2 separate regions of the Mus musculus genome follow, and region 1 is linked to region 2. Evidence: chromatin contacts called from public ChIA-PET data. All regions are on one chromosome and are shown on one strand. Each heading gives the region's core, a stretch centred on a gene start, on an enhancer-like site or on the middle of the called end of the contact. The rest is flanking DNA. Distances are from core to core; before and after follow the strand shown.

Region 1 (3,765 bases), core at 647-3,146, 450 kb after region 2:
CCTACAAGGGGGAGCAGGACAAAGAAGAAACATTTGTAAACATGCTTACTAAGTATGAAGAACTACAGAAAAAAAAATGTCAGAATGAGGACTGCAGAGATGGCTCAGAGGTTAGGAGCATTGGCTGCTGTTGCAGAGGTCCCGAGTTCAATCTCCAGCAACCACATGATGGCTCACAACCATCTATAATGAGGTCTGGTGCCCCCTTCTGGTGTGCAGGCATACATGCAGGCAGAACATTGTATACATGATAAATAAATCTTAAAAAAAAAATGTCAGAATGAAACAGTAACCTGTGAAATGAAAGGAAATCAGAAGGGCAAGAGCTGGAGAGAAGGAGTGGGCGCCCTTCAAAGACCCAGACTGACGCAGAATCTGAATGATTAAGGACCCTGGGAGCAGGGAGCAGAAAGGAAGAAGACAGAAACAAGATAACAAAAGGGTCTCCTAGGCACCCAGTGACTTTATTTCTTCTGGTGAAACAGGAAACACTGTACTTGAAGTCATTAGCCTCAGCTAAAGCACAACGTGGACGCTGGACTCTCAGAGACCCGCGTAGAGAGGACAAAGGTGGCCATACTTCCCCAAGTCAGACACCTTCTTCCCATCTCCTTCCAAGTAAGGGCTGCTGTTGTAGCCCAGCAGCAGAACACTGCCTAGGATTCAAGAGGCAGGGTGAGGTTCACTTCCTAGTACTGCCCCAAACAACAACAAAATAGTAACAATGGGTAATTAATACACAGTAGAAACATTTTAGTCATAAAAACGTCTATATAAAAACTTTTTAGCTGGACCCCTACACTTGGAAGGTGAAGGCAGGAGGACCAGAAATTCAAGGTCCCCCTTAACTTCACAGCAGGTTCAAGGCCAGCCTGCGTGCATAAGACCCTGCCTTAATCTTTTCTTTAAAAAGGAAAAAAAATTTTTTCCTTAGGACAGAAATGGTTTATTTGGTAACAAGGAATGAGAAGAAATTAACTTTTTTTTCTCTTTAACTTTATAGTTGATTTTGTTGTTGGTTTTGGTTTTGTTGTTCTTGTTCTTGTTGGAGACAAGGTCTCCGGAGACAGTGTAGCCCTGACTGATCTAGAACTTGCTGAGGCGATCCTGTGACCTCTATCTTCGGCTTAAATTTATTTTTAGAAACTACATCCAGCTTAAAGGCTTTTTTAAAAAAAATAAACGATATAACATATACTGTAAAGTTCACAAAGCTAGATTTTTACAGGAATAAAAAGTGAAAAAGAGCCGGGCGTGGTGGCGCACGCCTTTAATCGCAGCACTCAGCGGATTTCTGAGTTCGAGGCCAGCCTGGTCTACAAAGTGAGTTCCAGAACAGCCAGGGCTCTATAGAGAAACCCTGTCTCGAAAAAACAAACCAAACCAAAAAAAAAAAAAAAAAAAGAAAGAAAGAAAAACTGAAAAAGTAACCACTGCTCAGCCCACAGCATCAGAGAGCCTTTCCAGTAACTAGGAGGCCTCTTTCTGATAAATGCTATGTGCTTTTGAATTAAATACCTGGGCGTGAATCGTTTTCTTCGCGTGTGATTTTAGCATGGTATTTAACCTCTTTGGATTCTGGTTAAGCCGTCTGTAAAGACTCCAGGGATTAGCACCTTTAAACTTGTTGAATTAAAAGAGCTCGTATAATATAAAACGGCTATCTCATCGCCTGAATGCAATAAACGGTAATTAGCAGGCAAATGCAATAGAGACTGACGGTAAGCAACTCCCACTTCCTGCCTGCCTTTCGCTCGGTTTTGAAAGTAGCTCTTTCTCGTGCCTTTTCTCCTCGCTAGCTCCTCCCACTGCCGTAAATGGCCTGCCCCGGCTGTCGTGAAACGCCCTACCCCCGCCCTCCATGTGGCGAAAACGCAGTCACGCTTGACGGCGCGAGGTGGCTCAGCCGCAAGATGGCGGCGCTGGCGGAGGAGCAGACGGAGGTGGCGGTCAAGCTAGAGCCTGAGGGACCGCCGACGCTGCTACCTCCGCAGGCTGGCGACGGCGCAGGCGAGGGGAGCGGCGGCACTCCCAACAACGGCCCCAACGGCGGCGGCGGCGGGAATGTGGCAGTGGCAGCGGCGGCCGGCGGGGACGGCGGGACCCCCAAGCCTGGGGTGGCTGTCTCCGCCGCTGCCCCGGCGGGGGCGGCCCCGGTGCCCGCCGCTCCGGCGGAGGCCGGCGCTCCCCACGACCGACAGACCCTCCTGGCCGTGCTGCAATTCCTCCGGCAGAGCAACCTCCGCGAGGCCGAAGAGGCGCTGCGCCGGGAGGCCCGGCTGCTGGAGGAGGCGGTGGCGGGCTCCGGAGCTCCGGGAGAGTTGGACGGGGCCGGCGCGGAGGCGGCCAGCGCGCTTCTCAGCCGGGTCACCGCTTCAGTTCCCGGCTCTGCGGCCCCCGAGCCTCCGGGGACGGGCGCCTCGGTGACCTCGGTGTTCTCGGGTTCAGCCTCAGGTCCTGCGGCTCCGGGAAAGGGTGAGTCTCGGGCTCCCGGGCTGAGGAGCGCCGGCTGGAAGGGGAGCTAGCCGGGAAGGCGAGGGCTGGCGGGCCTGCACCTCTGCGGGCTTGTTTTGAATTTCCTGGGCCCGCCTCTAGGGCCACACGCCCGCCCCTTTCGCTCCTGCGCCGGCTGCGCAGTCAAACCCTCTTCTGAGCTGTCAGTTCCAGCCAGAGGCTGAGCAGCAGGGCTGTGGAGTCGAGGGAGGCGCCAGGGACCGGGGATTGACAGAAGAGGGGAACCTTAGGGGTTTCGGGGTTTCTGCTCTTACTTAGACTTAGGAACCTAGGATTGGGTTCGCGTGAACACGAGTATCGTACTGTCACATTCCCATACTACTATTGTACAGCAGGTACTTTCCGTGTCTTGATTTTTCACAACTGTATAGTTCTCATCTCTCCTTTTGAGACGAGACAACGGACTTTTTGAGCAAAGCCGGAAGGGCTTGCTTTGGATAACACCTCCAGAGTGGAGGTTGTAAGTGTTTCTTAGAATGTGGGCTGAGAACCGCTGGTGTTAAGTGTTTTAGAGGATTTCTGAGCATCACTTAAGGCTTATTAAACTCTGTAAGGGCAGAGTCTGGGAATCTGCCTTGCAGAGCTTTTGAAAACTCTTAAGTCTACGGGCAGGAGTGGGGCAGACCTTTTTGTCTCTGTTGCTTTTTCTTGTGTGATGTCAGTTAAAGGTTTTTTTTTGGGGGGGTTATTTTATTTTATTTTGCCTTTTTACTAAGTAAGTTATTACGAGTCTAAGATGTAATGAGTAATGTGCCTAGTTCTGAAAGTTTAGTTCCTGACTCCAGTTACTGACAACCCATGTCCACGTTTCTCCCAGAAACTTGTCACAAATCCATATCGTAAAACACTTTCGGATGAAGACGCTTGCTGCCATGTATGATCCCCTGAGTTGGGTCCTCAGAACCGACACGGTGGAAGGAGAGTCCCAGCTACCTGAAACTTGTCTTTAATATACACCAAACTTAAAAATTTTAAACTCGGGGCTGGAGAGATGGCTCAGTGGTTAAGAGCACCGACTGCTCTTCCGAAGGTCCTGAGTTCAAATCCCAGCAACCACATGGTGGCTCACAACCATCTGTAATGAGATCTGATTCCCTCTTCTGGTGTCTGAAGACAGCTATGGAGTACTTATGTATAATAATAAATAAATCTTTAAAAAAATTAAACTCAGGAGATCAGTAACTATTGAATTAAGTTATCCAGGTTAGTGGTTCTAGACATGTTAATCTGTTTCAGTGAGAGCATTGCCAG
Region 2 (3,944 bases), core at 103-2,602:
GGGCTAAGCATCCCTTGCCTGTGTGGCGCTGTCCTCTTGAGTTCTGCCACCCTCTGTTTGCACCCGCTTGGCTTGTATGCTCTCACAGTCCTTACAACCTGCAGGCTGGTTGCCTAAATGCTCTCTCCTGGCGTTTTTTGACCACGTAACCTTAAATCTAGAATAGGTTTGGTTTCCTCCTAGTTATAGGGCGGAGGGGCTGGTGGTAAAGGAAGGATCGCCCGAATAGATGATTAGTGTAAGATCCAGGAAGGGAGGGGCACAGTACCGTAAGCTGTGCTTCCAGTTTGTTCCTGTTTAATCTCACCATCCTTCATGCTGCCTCCAGGCACTGCGGATGTTACCAACCCAGAGCTGGGAGACCGGAGCTGGGAGACCGAGCTGGGTAGCTGCTCCCTATTTCCCATAATCAAAAAACCGTGTGAAGCGGTTAGCTCGTGTCCAGGTCCTCCCTGGAGAAAGGGAGTTTTGCCCCTGAGATGGTTTAAATACTTGTAATTCCTCAGCTGAGAATTAAAGATGAACAGATTGTGAGACACAAGGCCCCTTTGGTGGACTACAAGTCTGTAGTCCTAGCACTTGGGAGGTGGCTGGAGATAAAGGTCTGTTAAGTTGCAAGTTTGAGGCCAGCCCGGACTACTGGAGACTGGCAGTCTCAAATAACAATAACAAAAGGCACACACAGGAGGGTTTCCTAACCCCTTCCTAAAGTTTCTCGAACCCGAGGTCAGATTCAGGTATTCTCCTGATCTTGTACTGGCTTGTCGGGTTTTTGTGGCCAGGAAAATGAAATGTTACTAGCACTCCTGTTTTGCAATTCCTTCCTTCCTCCACTTTTTCCCCTTGTGTATGTATGGTGTGTGTGTGTGTGCGCGCGCGCGCACATGTGTACATGTGTACATGTGCATGAGACCACAGGTTGAGCGTGGATGTCTCCCTCAGTTGCCCTCTACCTTATTTTGTTGAGAAGAAGACTCTCACCAAACCTAGGTCCGTGCATGAGATTTACAGAACCTAGGTTATCTGAGACTTTTATCGAGCTGCTCAGACCTTAGAAGAGGAGCTAGGCTTGGGGTGGGGGAGGACGGACATGAGGAGTCGCAGGAGGGGGTGGAGCACCACTAGGAGGCTTTGTGCAGATGCTGGGACCCATCATCCCGGGCTGCTTCAGGTTGGGATGCTGCGAGCCCTTGCCTTGGGTCAGCCATCACTGCATTTGCTTTCCCACCAAAGAGTGGACCACGTTATTTTTGTCTTGCCCAAAGTTTACATAAAAAGTGAACGAAGTCAGCTTTGGTGGAGCCCAGGAAGCCCCAGTCATGCTGAGGGAGTTCCATTTCCTGTGGCTTCTGGGTGTGAATCATACAGGTGATGTGACCTGGTCTCTCTGTTGTTTCCGTTCTGTCACGATCCTCCTATTACAATTTCCTCCAGTGCTACAGTTGGAGCTAGGGTCTCACACCTCTCATGCAGCAGGCAAGCACTCAATCCCGGAGAGGCATCCCTGGCCCTTTTATTTCAGTGCGGTTTAGGATACGTGAAAAGTCTCTGCAGACGGCTTGCTAATTCCCATGTGATTCTTGGCTATGCACCTCTTTGGTTAGATGTATTTATAAGGTCAGAAAAACACCCAGATTTTGGCACAAAAGTAGACTCTTCTGTCCCCCTTGAACAAGTCGTGCTCCTGGAAGTGTCTGTTCTTCGTCAGTGATGCCTAGAGTCACCAGGAGCTTCAGTAAGCTCTAGACCCAAGATAGCAGACACCCACCCATCAAGTGAGTGTCTGCGGACTGATCGTTCCAGTCCAGAAGCATTCTCTTACTGGGTTGCAGAAGTGGGAACTGTCAGTGAGTTTTAGCTTGTGTAACTCTGACGTCCTTCCCTCCATGAAAACATGGAGATTAAAGCAGGATCCGAGGCCCATGCCTATCCCAGCATGAGGGGAAGGCTGAGACCGTAGGACCACTGAAGGGCATCCTGAGCTACATGGATGCCACAGGGACCTCAAAGTTGTAGTAATCCTCCTGCCTCTGCCTCCCGAATACTAGGCTTACAGACACGCACTGCCTTGCTTTGATTCTTGCCTCCTTTTCTTTCTTCCTCACATGTTCTGTGTGTGTCCATCATACTGGGCTCCACAGAGTGTGCTTACCCCCCATACACACACACACACACACACACACACACACACACACACACACGAGCTCCTCTTCCGTTCTTGCAGCTGCTTCTTGCGCCATTCTTCCTCAGGAGCTCTTAGGCTGACGTCTCTACCCAGCCCTTTTCTTTATTACGCAGCGCCTGTGTTTGTCTCCGTGTGTGCTTGTCTTTGTCCAAAACCGGGTAAGGAGGGTGAGGAAACTTCCCGCTTGCTTTGACAGCACATAGACTAGAGCTGTCAATCAGAATTCTTCATCACACTTCCTCCTGGTGGCTGGAGGCAGCTGTTGGGTATGAGGTTCCCAAATGAGTCTGGGAGACAATTTTAATTTATATCAAAATACGATTTCTGCGTGCCAAAGCCATTGCGGAGCCACGTAGGCCTGGGTGAAGTGCTCGCTCCATCTCCTGGGGCTGGGGGGGGGCACCCTAAATGAGTTACCTCATTTCACTCAAACTTAGGTTTTCCCATCTGGGACATTGGGACTCTCAGTCTCTGCTGAAGCTTCCTTTTCTGGAGATGTGAATGTTACTTGATGTGGAGCGCGAGGCTACCTATTGCAGCTAAGGACTCTGCTCAGCCACCTTCCCTGAAAGGCCCGGAAGAAGAGAGGAGTCTTGGGCTTTCAGGATGCTTTGAGGAAGGAGCAAGTCGTGTGACTCACAGAACTCCTCCGTGTGTGTGCGCTCGCGCGAGGTGTACGTTTCCTGCCTCAGCACGTATGCTGAGCGTCTGCCCTTGTCCAGCTCCCGGACACAGATAAGCCAGGATTCTTGGTTTCTGGCAGCTGAGCAGACTCCTGCGTGGCCGCTTGGCAGCAGTCTGTGAATGTTTGTCTGGGGTGCAATCTGACCCGTGGCATCTCCCACGATAATCACTTCAGGATCATTTTGTTAGCGCATAGCTTTATGCGTATTGAGAAGTGCCCCCACCCCCAACTTCCGTGCTACTCTTTTTCTTCAAGTGAATAAATGGGTCTGTGCTCGACGCTAAGAAAAATCAAAAGTTTGGATGTTTTGTGTTGCCCAAACCTCTGGAAAGGAGGCTGTCTTGGGGGCCTGCGAGAGCACCTACTGCCCTGAGGCCTGGCAGCTGTCCTGTTCTGACAGCGCCATTCTCTCTTCACATCCTTGACTGACAGACACCCCTAGACCTCCACTCTCCTATCAGAGGGTCCCATGACCGCTGTTCCACAATGTCCCAGGAGTATCTCCAGCTTGGTCCTGTATGGGCACTGTTACATATTGAGAACAAATGAGAACCTTAGACTTGGCCGGTCATTTACCTCATAGAACTCAGTTCGCAAACTGTGTGCCAAGGCCATGACTACCGCGCACACTGCTGTCAGCCCCCGTGTGAGTCTTCTAAGGCATTCTTCAACCCCACCAGGCTGTCTGTATGCTCTATGCTTGACAGTCACCTTATCCTCACAGCTACTTCTTAGATCCATATTTCTCCCTCTTGGTAGCTCTGGTCTTTTGGTATCTTGACTCTTGTATCATAAAAAAACCCCTTAAAGCCAGAGCCTTCATTTAAAATCTTACTGTCCCACAGCTAGCTGAGTGCTGTATGCTTCAGCTACTGCCACCAAGTAGGGACAGTCACCCTATATCCTGGGTTGTGGCGTTGAGGTAGAGTGCCTGAGTGTGACTCAGGTTACGATAAAACAGATAACCTGAAGTGTAAATAGAGATGTACGCATTGTCTGGAAACACGCTGTCAGAAGGCTTAGACCACATCAAAGAGTAATGTCTCTGAATATATATGCTGTTGCAATATGTCT

Evidence for each region. ChIA-PET counts read pairs in DNA pulled down with a chosen protein or histone mark.
Region 1: an RNA polymerase II ChIA-PET map of memory CD8 T cells shows a contact between it and region 2, with 26 read pairs. The contact joins the promoter of Taf5 here to the enhancer-like site in region 2. A contact is called at or near these places in 4 of 39 promoter capture datasets (the 3T3-L1 cell line, cranial neural crest, embryonic stem cells and 1 more), 3 of 115 datasets of contacts at active chromatin or transcription factors (memory CD8 T cells, pancreatic cancer cells and stem cell-derived neural progenitor cells) and 1 of 9 other capture datasets (liver).

The regions. Positions count from the first base shown.
Region 1 is chr19:47,065,852-47,069,616 of GRCm38.p6, forward strand. Taf5 (TATA-box binding protein associated factor 5) reads left to right here and starts at 1,897. Exons shown (of 11, transcript NM_177342.3): 1 at 1,897-2,475. The coding sequence starts at 1,914.
Region 2 is chr19:46,616,234-46,620,177 of GRCm38.p6, forward strand. The region is part of intron 2 of Wbp1l (WW domain binding protein 1 like); the gene reads left to right. Among named protein-coding and RNA genes, the nearest start is that of Wbp1l, 19 kb to the left of the region's middle. Within about 2 kb of position 1,353, at least 71 of the 459 cell types and tissues checked have an H3K27ac peak or open chromatin away from gene starts, as enhancers often do. A contact at or near this core is called in embryonic stem cells and memory CD8 T cells, where this site is marked.